Linked DNA regions of Macaca mulatta: region 2 is linked to region 1. A link is a contact called in public Hi-C data. All regions are on one chromosome and are shown on one strand. The core of a region is the stretch at or near the end of the contact, and the rest is flanking DNA. Distances in the headings are between cores, read along the strand shown.

The links. Hi-C and Micro-C count contacts between places; a contact is called where the count stands out from the background.
Region 2: a contact with region 1 is called in a Hi-C map of fetal cortical plate, with 5 times the contacts expected there. The contact joins the promoter of CFI here to the promoter of SEC24B in region 1. A contact is called at or near these places in 7 of 14 Hi-C or Micro-C datasets (CD4 T cells, blood, cortical neurons and 4 more).

The regions. Positions count from the first base shown.
Region 1 is chr5:118,763,053-118,770,994 of T2T-MMU8v2.0, reverse strand. SEC24B (SEC24 homolog B, COPII coat complex component) reads right to left here and starts at 4,635. Exons shown (of 23, transcript XM_015139012.3): 1 at 4,454-4,635. The coding sequence starts at 4,580. LOC144340823 (a long non-coding RNA gene) reads left to right here and starts at 4,663. Exons shown (of 2, transcript XR_013417267.1): 1 at 4,663-6,905; 2 at 7,683-7,942.
Region 2 is chr5:119,115,545-119,123,486 of T2T-MMU8v2.0, reverse strand. It overlaps CFI (complement factor I), which reads left to right and starts at 4,900. Exons shown (of 13, transcript XM_078002083.1): 1 at 4,900-5,015. It overlaps GAR1 (GAR1 ribonucleoprotein), which reads right to left and starts at 4,841. Exons shown (of 7, transcript XM_015139029.3): 1 at 4,612-4,841; 2 at 3,987-4,212; 3 at 2,264-2,418; 4 at 1,286-1,345. The coding sequence starts at 4,200. It overlaps LOC114678379 (a long non-coding RNA gene), which reads left to right. Exons shown (of 6, transcript XR_013417266.1): 6 at 895-959.

The sequences.
Region 1 (7,942 bases), core at 3,386-5,885:
AGGAGGCCGTGGCAGGAAGACAGATTGAGCCCAGGAGTTCAAGGGTGCAGTGAGCTATGACGGCAACACTGTACTCCAGCCTGGGTGACAGAGTGAGATTCTGTCTCTAAAACAAATAAATAAAAATTTTAAAAAAGAGACCTGGAGTTGGAATTAGGAGAAACAAAATAGACTTCATTTAATACACGTCTAATGAATACCTGTAACTTGCCTATACTGTTATAAGCTCTCATTATACGACATGAACAAGAGACAGAAAAAACTGCTACCCTCACAAAGCTTTCACAGAATTGGTAGAAAATGTACCTACTTAACCTTTCTGAATCTTCATTTCATCTGTAAAATTAGGGAACTGAACTCTTGTGTTTTTCAAACTGTGCTTAAAAACAACTGAACCTCTACTTCTATTTTAACCACAACCACTTTGCTTTTTTCTGATTTCTCTATCAGGGATCTATATACAACGCCCTTTGGAAAAACAAATCTTTAAAAAAAAAAGTTTGTGGGCCAGGCTCCGAGGCTCACGTCTGTAATCCGAGCACTTTGGGAGGCCGAGGCGGGTGGATCGCGAGGTCAGGAGATGGAGACCATCCTGGCCAACATAGTGAAACTCCATCTCAACATGGTGAAATTAGCCAGGAGTGGTGGCATGCGCCTGTAGTCCCCGCTACTCAGGAGGCTGAGGCAGGAGAATCGCTTGAACCCAGGAGGTGGAGGTTGCAGTGAGCTGAGATTGCGCCACTGCACTCCAGCCTGGCGACAGAGTGAGACTCCGTCTCAAACAAACAAAAAACCTTTGCCATTTGCTAACCACTTGCAAAAGAAAAAACAGGGCCCAGCCTAGGGGCTCACGCCTGTAATCCCAAGACCTTGGTAGGTCTAGGCAGGAGGATCGCTTTAGGCCAGCAGTTTGAGAACAACCTGGGCTACATGGTGAGACTCAGTCTCTATAAAAATAAAAATAATTAGCCAAGAGTGGTGATGCATACCTGTAGTCCTAGTCACTTGGGAAGCTGAGGCAGGAGGATCACTTCAGCCCAGGAGATTGAGGCTCCACTTAGCTATGATATAGCCACTGACTATAGCCTAGGTGGCAGAGAGACACCGTCTCTAAAACAAACAATAAAAACCAAAAAACTTTTTTCACTCTACTCTCATTCCGCACAGACCACTTCTGTGACCAGATGTGTGCATTTTTGTTTTTATTTTTCCCCAGCAGATACCAACTGGGTGTCCTCCAATTCAATTCAATTCTGACCTGAAGTTAGCCTCAGATCCCTGAGTCAGATACCTACCTGAAGTTAGACTCAGATCTAACTCAGTTAAGGGTTCAGTCCCACAAGACTGCTCCCCATGTCAGATGCCTATCACAAGTATCATAAGTAGCAGGTTGCCATCTGTACTTCTGAGGAACCAGCTACAAACTGGAGCTTCTACTACCCCCTCCTTAGGTTCAATCACTTTGGTAGAAGGGCTTGTGGAACTCAGGAAAACACTTATATTGTTTATTATAAAGGATACAGATGAACAGCCAAATGAAAGAGATGTACAGGGCAAAGGATGGGGGCAGGTGTCGCCACCCTCCCAGCATCTCCACATGCTCAGCAACCCAGGTCACTAAATCTTACTAGTTTTTATAAAGCTTCATCTCCAGCCTATCCACTTCCCTTCAAAGGGGATGATGGGTGGGGACTGAAAGTCCCAACTCTGTAATCACTTGGTCTTTCTGGTGACCAGCTCCAGCCTGAGGCTGTCTAGGAGACCCATCCTAAGTCATTTCATTAGTATAAACTCAAATGTAATCAAAAGAGGCTCCTTGTGAGTAACAAGCGACACTCCTATCACTCAGGAAATTACAAGAGTTTTAGGAGCTGTTTCAGGAACCCAGGACAAAGGTCAAATGTATTTCATATTACACCACAACACTGAAGTAAGTCATCTCTGGGTACCATTCCAGTTTTGCAATTCTGTCTGTTTTATGCTCATATTTCTGACCTATTTCTTTTTCACCATGTCTGGAATTCCACAGAGCTATATTAAAAGGCTAACTACTTTATGTAGGGCTGAAAAATAAATGAGAAACCCAAGTGACTGCTTACTAGATGCTGATACCATGTAGCAAACTTTTTTTTTTTTTTGAGATCAGCAAACAAAACAAAAAGAGATTTAATCTGATTTCTCTACTTATACTAATCCCTTCCACAAAAACAAAAATCCTTCTGGAGGATGAGGTGTGAGGATCACTTGAGCCCAGCAGACCAGCCTGGGCAATACAGGGAGACCTTGTCTCTACCTGACCCTAGTTCTTATACTTTACCATAACTTTCAAATTTCCTAGCATAACATTTAAGGCCTTTCTGCAACATGGCCCCTTTTAACCTGTTCCTTTCAGCTTCAATGCCTTGGCTTCCCATGCCACCGAGCACCCTCTACACCTCTTGACTCCTTTCACTTTACAAGCCTGCCCTGCACTTTCATATTTCCAAACTTTAGTTCATGCTGTAACCTCCGCTACCGACAACCTTTCCCTCCCACCCCAACCTGTCCAGTCCCTCAAGGCTAGCCAGAACCAATTCAAACATTATCAAATACAGGGCAAGTTAGGAGAGAGGCAGGGACTCTGTCTCATCTACTACCCTAACCTTGAGTACCCAACTGGTAAGCACGCAAAAAATGTTGAAATGATTATTGCAACATTAAAGGAAAGTAGTGATTATAAACAGGAGAACTCAAGCATCATCTGTATTTGGCATCCAAACATTGATTTGTTCTTACAGATTTTAACATCCTGATTACACTTGGCTGAGTACATATCCTGGCATTCTTGAGTGTTCACAAAATTTATAAGGTTGAAATAAACATTTGCCACTTTAAAAACTGTTCACTAAGATGATAATGCATATTCAAAAAATCAAGGAAAGACACAATCCTTGAATCACTGGTAAACATGAGTCTACAATGTTCTAAAAGACTTGGGCTCTTTTACTAAATTATCGTCTTCTAGTTCCCTCATAAAGATAGTTTAAAAACAAACAAAAACAAGAACTTATATTAAGGTTACAACAACAAACACTGCTCACAAATAATATTTTTACATTTGTTCAGGTGTACACCACCAATAACCCTGGTCATATCCAAAAGCGATTATAGTAAACAATGACTACTGAGAGTACAGCATGTAATATTGATAGGTAAGGCTGATCCAAAGAATATTGAGGCTAAAGTATCACTTTTGTTTATAAAAAAAATCAACCTCTGCTTCTCAGGACAAACGATACACTTCATATTTGAAAAGCATCAGTTGTAAAACTTAGATGTTGGTTAAACTAATTCATAAAGTTCAGCAGATTTTCACTAGGAAATTAGATAAAACAGGTCAATCATTTGGAGAGTACTAATGTAGTTTGGTTCTCGTACCAACACAGGACAGAGGTATTTTTCTAAATTCAGTCAATTACTTTCCAAGGTTCTCATCTGACATATTATCAAGCCTATAAGGAGAATTCCCCCACCCTTGGCCCCATCCTCGAACATTCCAAATCTCAGCATTAGGGAATGCATATCCTAGAGACGATCATTTTGCAGCCTACTAAAAACCCACGACCTTAATATGAAAGCGGCTTTCGTGTTGCATTTGGCTGCTGCCTGTATGAAGGCCTTGCCTCAAAGCAGGGCCAACTCTGGCACGTTTTTCCATCTCTGAAAGTGGAGCTAGGAAAAACACCCAGATCTAAAGATGTTCGTTTAAATCCGTTTACACCTGCTCCCTTTCAAACACTACAAGCAAACTCCAAAAGCTCGAGCAGCAGCCGCAGCGGCAATGACAGATCTTGAGGCCGAACTGGGTCAGGGTTACAGTTACACTTACATAGCATATTTACACCCTTTTGTCTACAAACTTGAGTGCAAACTTAAGTTTCCTCAAGGCAGCGTGTTCGCTGGGCCTCAGTAACCGAAGCAATTTTCCTGAGGCAGGAAGGGCACAATCCACCCTGCTGGGTGGCTGCACCAGCCTTCCCCAGACCACGCACTCTGCGGCCTCGGCTTCTGGCCCGCTCCCGCAGCCAAGGGGTCGCTCGGGGCAACTCGCCTGCGCCCAGGCTGGGTAACTGGGTTTTACTACATGGGTTCCCAGCTTTTCAGTCGCCCCTACTCGCCCCCGGCGGTTTCGGGCCCAGGGTCGCATTACATAAACACCCCCGGCCCCAGCTTTCCCACGCCGACCCCGGCCCCACGCCAGGGGCGTCCAACCCCCGCGCGCCCCGCGCCGCGCCTTCCCTGCCCCCTACCCGCGCCCAGCGCGGACCCCGCAGCCTCCGCACCGCGCCCGCTCCCCTCCCTCGGGCCGGGCCTGGCCCCGGACTCCCTTCCCGGCCAGCCCCGCCCCGATGTGGCCGCGCAGGCCGCCCAGCCGGTGTTAGGCCCCGCGCTCCGCCCGGGCCGCCCGCCTCACCGTTCTGCTGGTGCGGCGCCGGGGCCGGGCCCGCGGGCGCTGCGGCTCCTGAGGCGGCCGCTCCGCCGAACTTGGGCGGGATCCGGGCGCTGGCGGCCGGGTGAGGGGACCCGGCGGGGGCCGACATGACGGCGCTGCTGGCGACGGCGGCTCCGCTTCGGAGAGGTGGGCGGAGGGAAGAGAAGGCGGGGCCGGAGAGGCGAGAGGAAGAGGAAGGAACGCGCCTGGCGTCACTGAGGGTGTAACCCGGCACCGCGGCTCAGGTGCTCACGCTCCTCCGCAAGCCCAGCGCTGCCGCTCGGCGGCCCCCGCGGGCGCCGGGATCCTGAGTCGCTTCGCCTTGCCCCACGCGCCCCACGCCGCGGGACTTACACCTGGGGTCGCTTCCCGCACGCGCGGACCTCGCGCCGGTGCCGCCGCAGCGCCCCCTGCAGGCCGGAGCCGAGCTGGCCCAGGCCTGAGGTTGGCCCGGGGTTCCACGGCCACAGTGCCGGCCCCGCGACTGCTGCTCCGGCCCGGCCAAGCTACCTTAGTGTTGAGGCGGGAGGCCTGGGCCTCAGTGGGTGAAGGGACCGGGTGGCCCGCTCCCACCTTGGGCAGAGGCTCGACCGACCGCGGCGAGGCTGGGCCCGGCATTACTGGGAGGCGAACTTGAGAGCTGCGGGTTAATGTACGGAGCTCAGGCAACGCCAGATCCGACTGACCCACCCACCCTTCCTCGAAGAGAAACAGTGACTTGGGTTTGGTTTTTAATTTTTGATTCCCCCACCTCCCCTTTCTTAATTCCAAAGGAAATAAAGCATTCAAGCTCCAAGTCTGTTGGGAATATATAATTCCTTGATAAAGAAAGAGGAAACATTTCTCTGATAAACACAAGAATCTCAGTAAGAATTGCATTATTGAGAACTTTTCCCACTGATAAAGTAGGGAAGAGGAAGGGGAAAATAGGGTAAGGGAATGCTGGAAGACAAACTTTATCTTCTTTTTTTTTTTTGTCAAGTGTTGGCGCATCCTGTTGGTGTTCGGAGAAGTTGTGGCTCAGCTCGCTTTATCTGCATTAGTGGAATCTTTTAAGTCTTTCTGGTCTGTCTCAGCATACTCACTGGCAGGCCCTAGACTACATTACCCAAGTCATTTTGCCGTCTTGGAATCCTGAGTATGTCATCATTCTGTATCGGAGATGAGATTGCTCGGAAACGCTGGATTCAGAATGGTATCTAGCAAGATGGTATTTCTGGAGCACTAAGTCATTTCCTGAATCATTATGCAAAGCATAAATTGCATTGTAGTCCTAGAATAATACAAAGCTTCCCTTTAGTTGTTACTGTAAATTAATAACTGGCATTTTAATGCACTACAAATAGGATTTTAGTAGTTAGATTTATACCTTTGACTTCTAGGAATTTCAACTACATTAGAGTCCATCTACACAAAAGGGTCAAGCTCTTTTTTCCACAGCGTTTCCAGCTTCTCCACAGAAACCTAGCCCCACACCAGCAAAAGATCACACTCTGTGCTTCATCAAAGAGATTACACAATTACAGATTCCAGCATCTCTCAGGAGTCCTTTGAATTTGGATTAAGGTCTATAATTACGTGGGTAAGGGAATAACTAGATAATTGGCTTTCTGCACCTGGAATGTATTCTCCTGGGTATAAGAGGCTCATTTTAATCAGAAGTATATGGGATGAAAGTGAACCCTGTCTCTTAAGGGGAGACTCCTTAAGAGGAGGATTGGAGCCCTATGTTTTAATAGATCTTCTCCACAATCTTTAATACCTAAGCTGCTTCCCCTTGTCCACTAATTTGCTGTAGAATTTTTCTAGCACGTTTATGATGGTGTTCAGGGCACACTACCCCAAAATATAACACCTTAGCATACTGAATATTTTAAGCTGATGACATTTGAGAAATGGCAGGTGTGAGGACTCTGACCTTCCCGTGAAGCAGGTCTAAGACCCTCATGTGAGAGATGCCATCCCTATACCTGGAGAAAATAAGCAATCTTTTCTGTGAAGACAGAGCCAAGAGGAATCTAAATGAGTAGGCCTTGGTAGGTTTCCCCCAGTTTACTGCCATTAGCTCACCTTTTTGTCTTACCACATTTTTCCATAAGAGTCTACTTTTCATCAAACCTAGTATAAAACGCTCAGGTTTCTTCAGGTCTTCATTTCCTTATGAAGGCTCCAATGCCATGTAAAACTTACGTTAAGTATTATACATTCATTTGCCTTTCTTTCGTTACAGGCACCCCACATGGACCTTGAGCTGTCGCTGCCATGGCACCCCTTCTAGAAGGTAGATATTTTTCCTCCCAACAAACCCTACAACCTTTATGAAAATATTTCACTCTTTTGCTTTAATTTCCATTACTGCTATAAGTGAAAAAAGGATGAAGGATTGAACGAACAGGATTGAACCATCTACTAGGCACTCTGCTTGTAACTTTAGGTATGTATTTTTTTCTATTTATTCCTAACAATAACTCCACGGGATATTTTTCTTATCCTTATTTTATCTGTGAAGAAACTAATGTTTATAGAGCTCAAATAAACTTAGTAAAAATCATAAACCAATAATTAGCAGAACCAGAGATAAAACCGAGGTTTATTTAGCTCCAGACCATTGCTTTACTATAAACTATACTGCGTTAATGTACATTTTTCTTCATAAAGCTATGCTAGTTATGATTTACTATCTTGCTGTCAAAAGATTTTCGGTTTTTCATATTTAGAATTTGTTCCAGTATACTTTATAATGGTAGATCTCAGAGTTTTTGAAATGCAGATTTATGGGCCCAAATCCTGGACCTACTGATTCAGAAGCCTTGGAGATAGGGCCCTACAGCAAGCTCTCCAGGCAATTCTGATGCTTGGGAAAGTTTGAGGACCACTGCTTTTGAATAGCAGAGTTAAGCTGAATTGATTCATTCTCTTACTTTGGAAGATGATGGTCCTTTCTTTCAGGACATCTCTTCAATCTTTTACAGACCAATGAAAGTGGTATTTTGTGGATTTGTGATCACAGTGTCACAAATGGCAATTATGATGTTTCCTGTGTCAACTCAGATTCTTTGAGGTGTAGTGTTGATACAGATGCTGAGGCTAAGTCTGTGTTCAGTGAGAAAGAGTGGGTAATTGAATTAATCTCTGCTGCATATATGCAAGTGAAATAACACGTGTGTTACTATTTGTCATCCCCAACTTACGACTCTATTCTGTGTAACAGAAGTGGGAGCCTTGGACAACTGAACACCTATCAAGAAATGTCAGCTCTTTTTTTTTTTTCTTTTTTGAGACTGTCACCCAGTCTGGAGTGCAGTGGCACCGTCTTGGCTCTCTGTAACCTCCACCTCCTGGGCTCAAGAGATTCTCCTGCCTCAGCCTCCTGAGTAGCTGGGACTACAGGTATACACCATCACTCCTGGCTAGTTGTTGTATTTTTAGTAGATAATGGGGTTTTACCATGTTGGCCAGGGTAGTCTTGAA
Region 2 (7,942 bases), core at 3,651-6,150, 350 kb before region 1:
CCACCTCTCCTAAATGTTTCATTCCTAACCTATACGTCTGCCTTTTTGTATCCTTTCAGTTGCCTGCTCTCAGAGACTGCACACACTGTTCTCTCTACTTGGAATGCACTTTCCTCTTCCTCTTTCACTAGCTCAGAAACTCTCAAGTGTTTGCCTAACTACATCAAAATTATCCAAGTGCTGGCCGGGCGCAGTGGCTCACGCCTGTAATCCTAGCACTTTGGGAGGCCGAGGCGGGTGGATCACAAGGTCAAGAGATCGAGACCATCCTGGCTAGCACGGTGAAATCCTGTCTCTACTAAAAATACAAAAAAATTAGCTGGGCGTGGTGGCAGGCGCCTGTAGTCCCAGCTACTCGGGAGGCTGAGGCAGGAGAATGGTGTGAACCCAGAGGGCAGAGCTTGCAGTGAGCTGAGATTGCACCACTGCACTCCAGAATGGGTGACAGAGACACAGCGAGACGCCGTCTCAAAAAAAAAAAAAAAAAATTAGGCATGGTGGCCGGCGCCTGTAGTCCTAGCTACTCGGGAGGCTGAGGCCAAAGAATGGCTTGAATCCGGGAGGCGGAGCTTGCAGTGGGCCGAGATCACGCCACCGCACTCCCCCCTGGGCGACAGAGCGAGACTCCATCTCAAAAAAAAAAAAAAAAAATTATCCAAGAGCTTTTCCTGGGCCCTACTTAGGAGCTCCTAGGTCAAATTTCCAGAAGTGGAAACTGGAAGTACATCTTCTTAAAAGCTCCCCAAGATAACTCTGACATGCAACCAGTTGTGGAAACTGCTCTTGGTCAACAATCAGACCTCAGTTTCAAGCTCACCTTTTCAGCAAACACTACAGACTAAAGTTGGTGGCACTACAAAGCTTCTCATGGCAACCTGTATTTTTCCTTCACAGCATATATCATGTTATTGAAGTTCTTGTGAAATCACTTAGTACCTACCTTCTCTCAAATAACGTAAGTTTTATAAATTAAGATTCCACCTAGAATGTTTGGTCATGAATGCTTTTCAATAAGAGTTTTACATCAACAAAAAACTCTTACTCTAGCAGTTTACAGATTTTGGTAATATAAGCAAAAGTAGTGATTTTTATTTTCTAAAAGGCTGTATCAAATAAATCACTTTCAAAGATTAGTATGTTCAATATTTATAGCACAGAACATTTCAGTTTAAGAGCTTTACTAGTGATATGTTGGGAAAATCTCAAGCGCTCCAAGTAGGACTTTCCTAAGATAGGTCATTCCCTTATAAAACCAAGGATCCCAAGTATCGTAAGTTTGACTCACCTTCTGTAGTTTTTTAAAGGATGAAGCCTTCATGTTTTCTGACAATTTAACTGAAAAATACTATTATTTTTATTAAGGAACAAATGAGCAATTACGATGAAAGATGCTATCAAACCTTCTGAATTGATGTATAATTTCAAAAACAAAGTTAGAATATATAGACATATATAGGAAAGATAAGAAATGAACTTCCAGGGGCTGGGTGTGGTGGCTCACACCTGCAAACCCAGCACTTCAGGGGGCCAAGGCAGATGGATCACTTGAGGACAAGAGTTTGAGACCAGCCTGGCCAGCATGGTGAAACCCCACCTCCACTAAAAACACAAAAATCATCCAGGCACGGTGGCGCTCGCCTGTAATCCCAGCTACTTGAAAGGCTGAGGCATGAGAATTGCTTGAACCCAAGAGGCGGAGGTTGCAGTGAGCTGAGATCATGCCACTGCACTCCACCCTGGGCAACAGAAAGAGTCTCTGTCAAAAAAAAAAAGAAAAAAGAAAAAAAGAGAAGGAGGGAGGAAGGGAAAGAGCGAGAGCGAGAGCGAGAGAGAGAGAGAGAGAAAGAGAAAGAGACAGGGAAAGAGAAAATGAGAAAGAGAAAGACAGAGAAAGAAAAAAAGAGAAAGAGAAAGAAAGAGAGAAAGCAAGGAAGGAGTTTCCAGGGTAGTGGGGGCACCAAACAGCTTCTAATTCTACATTTCCAGTGGCACCACTACATCCAAATCAGCCAACTTAATCTTGTAGTACTTATCCAAATGGCCATTTCTAGAATTTTCCAAAAACAGTCACCTTTCTAGGGTCTGTCATTTTAATATCTATGGATGAATACATTCTCCCCTTGATTCTCCTTCATGGTCCAATCTGTAGCAATCCTGTCTAATTTAATGAAGCAACAAGTCTAATTTACACTTAACCGCCTCCTCACAAAAATACAAATAGCAACCTTTGAATATTATTAGGTCTTCCAATGAAAAAGGATACAAAATCTCTAAGTTGTCCAAATATTTCATCCACTTTTCCAATTTGTTCTTTGTTTTCTAAGTAAACAGGAGCATTGAAATAAGGCACCTTATTTTCATCTGTGGTACATTTACAAACTATGTCATCTTCACAGGGATGCAGGAACTCTCCTAATACTGAAATAGGACAAGAAAATATTAAAACACAGAACTATTTCAAACGATACTGACCAACTTCTTCTGGAAGCTTTCTTCCTGGCTACCTGGGACTTCACCATACCTGCTCTCCTCTGAGGCAGAAGACCACAGTCATTAAGAGTGTGGACTTCCTGGGCTGGTATACCAACTCCACAACACACTAGCTATGTAACCTAGGAGAAGTTACCCACCCTTTCTCTAATTCAGTGTTTCCTCTTTAGTAGACACTAGTAACATATAATGTACAGCTATACCTAATATACAGTAATGTAAGGACTCAATGGAATAACCAATTTCAAGTGCTTAAAACAGTGCCTGGCACATTGAGACCATTCCACATGTAACAGTTATCTTATTAAAATTTATTATCTGATTCAAAACTCTGCTTCATTCTCTTGGTTATTCCTTTTCTTCACTCCCTTTTCTTCAACCCCTAAAAGAATTACCCTTTGTTCTTTTTTTTTTCTCTTGCCTCAGAACTTTCCTATTCCCACTACCACCTCTTTAACAATGATTCATTGTTTTCAAGGACATTTGGAATCTCAAAATAACTACCTTTAGTTCTAACTAACTAGACTGTCCCCCTAAACTAAAATAATTAACACATTCCTGCAAAACCAACTCTTCATTCCTATCACCCAAGCGCAAAACCTGGAACCCTTTATTATCAGCATTAGCTAAGTTCTACCGATTTTGTTTCCTTTGAAATCTCTCTCCTATCTAACCCTTCCTTTTTTTCCTCACCATCCTGAATCAGGCTCTCAATGCCTCGTGTATGGACTGGTACAACAGCTTGCAGGCTGGGACCTTTTATTCTAGAAACTGCTCCTTTCAAACCATCCTGCATACTCATCCAACCATTCTTAGACACTCTTCACCCTCTCTCCTCTTTAATGTAGTAAGTTTCACTCTCTGTGACTTCCATTCCCATCTCATTATTAATTACTATAAAACTATCCTAAATGGGTCTTTTTCTCGACTTCCTCTTTGGCAGTTTCCCTCTCAAGCAAATTGTTTTCTCACTTATCTACTTTTAAGTAGTAATGGAAAGCATGGGCTTTGGAGTCAGAATACTTGGCTTTGTATTTCTTTTTCTGTACAGACAGGGTCCTTGCTTTATTGTCCAGGCTGGTGTCTAACTCCCGGATTCAAGTGATCCTCCTGTCTCAGCTTCCCAAGTGTTGGGATTACAAGCGTGAGCCACGGCACCCAGCCTGTATTTCAGCTATACTTATATTTCAGCTATAAAAACTTAACTCTAAATCATAGTTTTCTCATCTGTAAAATCGGGGAATTAGGGATAAGTACTCACTATTACCTATTTAATATCTTCCTGTCAACCCTGAAGTTCCACTTCCATGATGCATTTTAAGTATCCCTCAGCTTTCTTGATCTCCCCACCCCACCCTTACATGCTACTGTACGATTATGTCAGTTTACATCATTCTCCACACAGGCTTGTGTATCCCAAACTTGCTGGACTAATAACACAAACCCACAACCCACCCCTATTCCTTCAAATAGGCTAAATATTGAAGACTGCATACACACTACACGTTCTGGAGGTCCTTGGTCTTGGCCTTTGTTAAAGCCTCCGCGGCCACCCCCTCGTCCAAATCCTCCCCTGCCGCCGCCTCTGAAATTGCCGCCGCCTCCACCGCCGCTTCCACCTCGGAAGTGGTTGCTGCTGCCGCCTCGGTTGAAGCCGCCACCTCCACCACCTCGATTAAAGCCTCCACGACCTCCGCCTCGAAAAGACATTCTCTCTCCTCCCTGGTGAAAAAAAAAAAAACGACCCGTGTCTTCTGATCACTGTAGCATCTGAGTACACTCCAACCCCTCGGAGCCGCGGTGAGAACACCATAAAGGGGACAAAAGCAGCCCTGTCACCTCACCCACGGTCAGACAGCCAGTGACCACCAACCTGATGGGTGAAGAGTTTACTTCCTCATGGTCTCCTGAGCGCCGACCGACCAAACATACCAGCCTTGCCGCCCCAGGATTAGTACCTCCTCCCCCTTCAGACAGCAAGGTCTTCGCACTGCATCCCCTTCCTTCCTCCCTCCCTCCGGCAGCTGGGTTCCGCGTCCACCATTTTCAAATCCTCCGGCTTCTACGGTCACTCACCGGCGCCACGTGCCCCTCTGGCCCTGGCCTTACGCGCACACCCACCTACTGGGTACTTCCGCCGCGCTGGAACCTCCTCGGCTACCGTACAGCCACAGAGTTTTTTAGACCAGAAACTGGAATAACTGGTTTGCAAAAAAAAGGTAGTCACGCGCGGAACCAGCGACACTGGTTCCAAAACAGCCTTTAGCTTTGGAAAAGTGGCAATAATATCTAACCTTAACCACTAATTTACAACAGAGAGGTCAACTTGCCTAACGCCGCGCCGTGGAAGTGACGTATAATAGCTGCGTCCTTCGCAGCACGACGTCCCGGAAGTGCTGCGGCAATGTTGCTCTTGGAGATAGCTGGCGTTAGGGATCCGCCTTCTCTTCCAGAGGCGGGGTGGGTTTCTGTTTGGTTCCCGCCCTGACTGCCAGAACAACTGCCAGCACCTTGCAAGAAACAAGGTTAGTTTTTGAAGTCCGTGCCGACTGGCTGGGCGCATTTGCTTCTCAGACTAAATGGTGCCCAACAGCGCTCAATAGTTTGTTGCTAACTTCAGCAACTGTGTGGACAGGTCTCTGAGGTATCTGAGCCGCGCTATGTCCAGTGGATCTGGTCGCCTCAGAACCTGTCACAGCCGGCGGAAGCGTTTGTCTGAGTTTCTTGTTTCTTCCCGACCTTTTGATTTTCGCACCACTGAGCGCTCAGCTGTGCTTGTTCTTTTGCGCTATGGTCTCACTAATTAGAGGGAAAAAAGCAATGCATGTGTTTGTGTAATTTTAAAGAAACTATGGTGTCTTATAGAAAACCAAACCATCATTTTTATCTTTTGTACCGGGTATTCATTCAAGTATGTTTTGAGCACCGACAGGATGTGAAGCGGACTGTGCTGGAGGCTCCTCTCCTTCTCGTCTTAAGCCCCTTATATTTGACATCTGCTTCCTCCACATTCTCCAAAGCTTCTCTCACAAATAAAGGTAGTCACTTCCCATTTATTAAATTTGGCTGGAGCCTTTTACAACCAAACCCTCTGAGACCTTACCTTGATATTGACATCGTGTTTAGAAGAGGGTGGAACTTGGTACCTATCTAACTGAGAGGGTTATTGTAAGGGGGATTTTAAAATACCTTTGTAGGCGGGGTGCGGTGGCTCACGCCTGTAATCCCAGCACTTTGGGAGGCCGAGGCGGATGGATCACTTGAGGTCAGGAGTTCGAGACCAGCCTGGCCAATACGGTGAAACCCCTTCTCTACTAAAAATACAAAAATTAGCCGGGCATGGTGGCGCACACCTGTAATCGCAGCTACTCGGGAGGCTGAGGCAAGAGAATCGCTTGAACCGGGGAGGCGGAGGTTGCAGTGAGCCGAGATCACGCCACTGCACTCCAGCCCAGACGACAGAGCAAGACTTGGTCTCAAAACAAACAAACAAAATAAGTGAGAGAAGAAACTTTACTTTTTCTTTTTCTTTTAGTTTAGTAAATGATGCAATTTGATTTTAACGAATGTTGATCTTTTTATGGGCCTATATACGTGTAAGTGTATTATTTTTGAAACAAAAAATGAAAATTACCTATTTAGTGTGAAACCTTTGCTTGTCTTTTGCTGTGTATTGGCTCAGTTCTGAATTGAACTTAAGATTGTCACATACAGATTTCATTTTCAACTGAAATGAGATGATTTCTGTCTTTACTCTTAAAACTTAGAAAAAGCTTGCTTGAACAAGAAGTTTAAAAGTATGTCAAAATGTTTATTACTGTCCTAAACATGTCAAGCTGCTCTTCTTTCTCAGAAATCCAAAACTTGTAGAAGCATAAATCAGGCCAGGCGCCGTGACTCACGCCTATAATCCCAGCATTTTGGGAGGCCAAGGCAGGCGGATCACCTGAGGTCAGGAGTTCAAGACCAGCCTGGCCAACATGGTGAAACCTTGTCTCTACTAAAAATACAAAACTTAGCCGGGCGTGATGGTGGGCGTCTGTAATCCTAGCTGCTTGGGAGGCTGAGGCAGGAGAATCGCTTGAACCCGGGAGGCAGAGGTTGCAGTGAGCCAAGATCGCGCCACTGCATTCCAGCCTGGGCAACAGAGCGAGAATCTGTATCAAAAGAAGAAGAAACACAAATAAGTAAATTTCATCTTATATCTACAGTCATACATTCACAAAGTTCTTCCTCTTTTCTCAAAGTCAGGTGCTCAGGCTGAGAAGATTCAAGGAAAGGGTTCCTCATCTAGTCATACAGTTGTGTTCAAGGGGAAGGAGAATACTGTTCAGTTTTGTTCTGCAATTCCCACTGGTGGTTTTCAGTAAGACTTGAGACTTCCTTACTCTAAAGTCCAAGCAGCAGTGGAAACATTTCAAGATCCCTTTTTGCAATACAACTTTTCCAAATATTCAATTTTTATTTAAACCCAAAAATCTTGTCACTCGAAGTAAAACGATTTTCTCCAGGGCCTGAAGATCCTTGTTCAACTAGTTCATGTGATGAAAATGTCTGTTAAGTAGGTGATATGGTTTGGATGTTTGTTCCTTCCAAATCTCATGATGCTGAAATTTTATTCCCAGTGTTGTAGATGGGACCTGGTGGGAGGTGATTGGATCATGGGGGCAGAATTCTCATGAGTGGCTTAGCACCATCCCTTTGGTGATAAGTGAGTTTTCACTCAGTTCACTTGAGATGTGGTTGTTTTAAGAGTCTGTGACTTCATCCATCTCTCTCTTGCTCCCACTCTTGCCATGTGACATACTGGCTCCCCATCACCTTTCGCCATGATTGTAAACTTCTAGAGACCTTACCAGAAACTGATGCCAGCACCTTGCTTCCTGTAAAGCCTCCAGAACCATAAGCCAATTAAACCTCTTTCTTTATAAATTACCTAGCATTGGGCATTTCTTTATATAAATGCAAAAAAAAAAAAAATGCTAGTTTCTGCAGCCATTCTTCATCTTCAAAGAATTTGGTAAAATCTGGGCTACTGTTTTCTTGAATGTATTTCTATGATTCACTTTCTATGTCAAGCGTCCTGTTAAGGAGAAGAATCTGTATTAGTTTCTCTCACTCCAATCCATAGTGTCAATAAACATTATTTTGCATAATTTCTGTAGGTCAGAAATTAAGGAGCAGCTTAGCTGGATGATTTTGACCCAGGGTCTCTCATAAGGTTGCAATCAAGATATCACCTGGGGCTGCAGTCCACTGAAGACTTGACTAGGGCTAGAGGATCCTTTTCTGAGGGAGCTCCCTGACATGCCTAGCAAGCTGATGCTGCCTATTGCCAGGCGCCAGTTCCTTGCCATACGGACCTCTTTACAGGGTGCTTGAGTACTGACATGACATGCCAGCTGGCTTCCCCCAAAACGATCTGCTAAGCCATAAGATTTATGCATGTGGA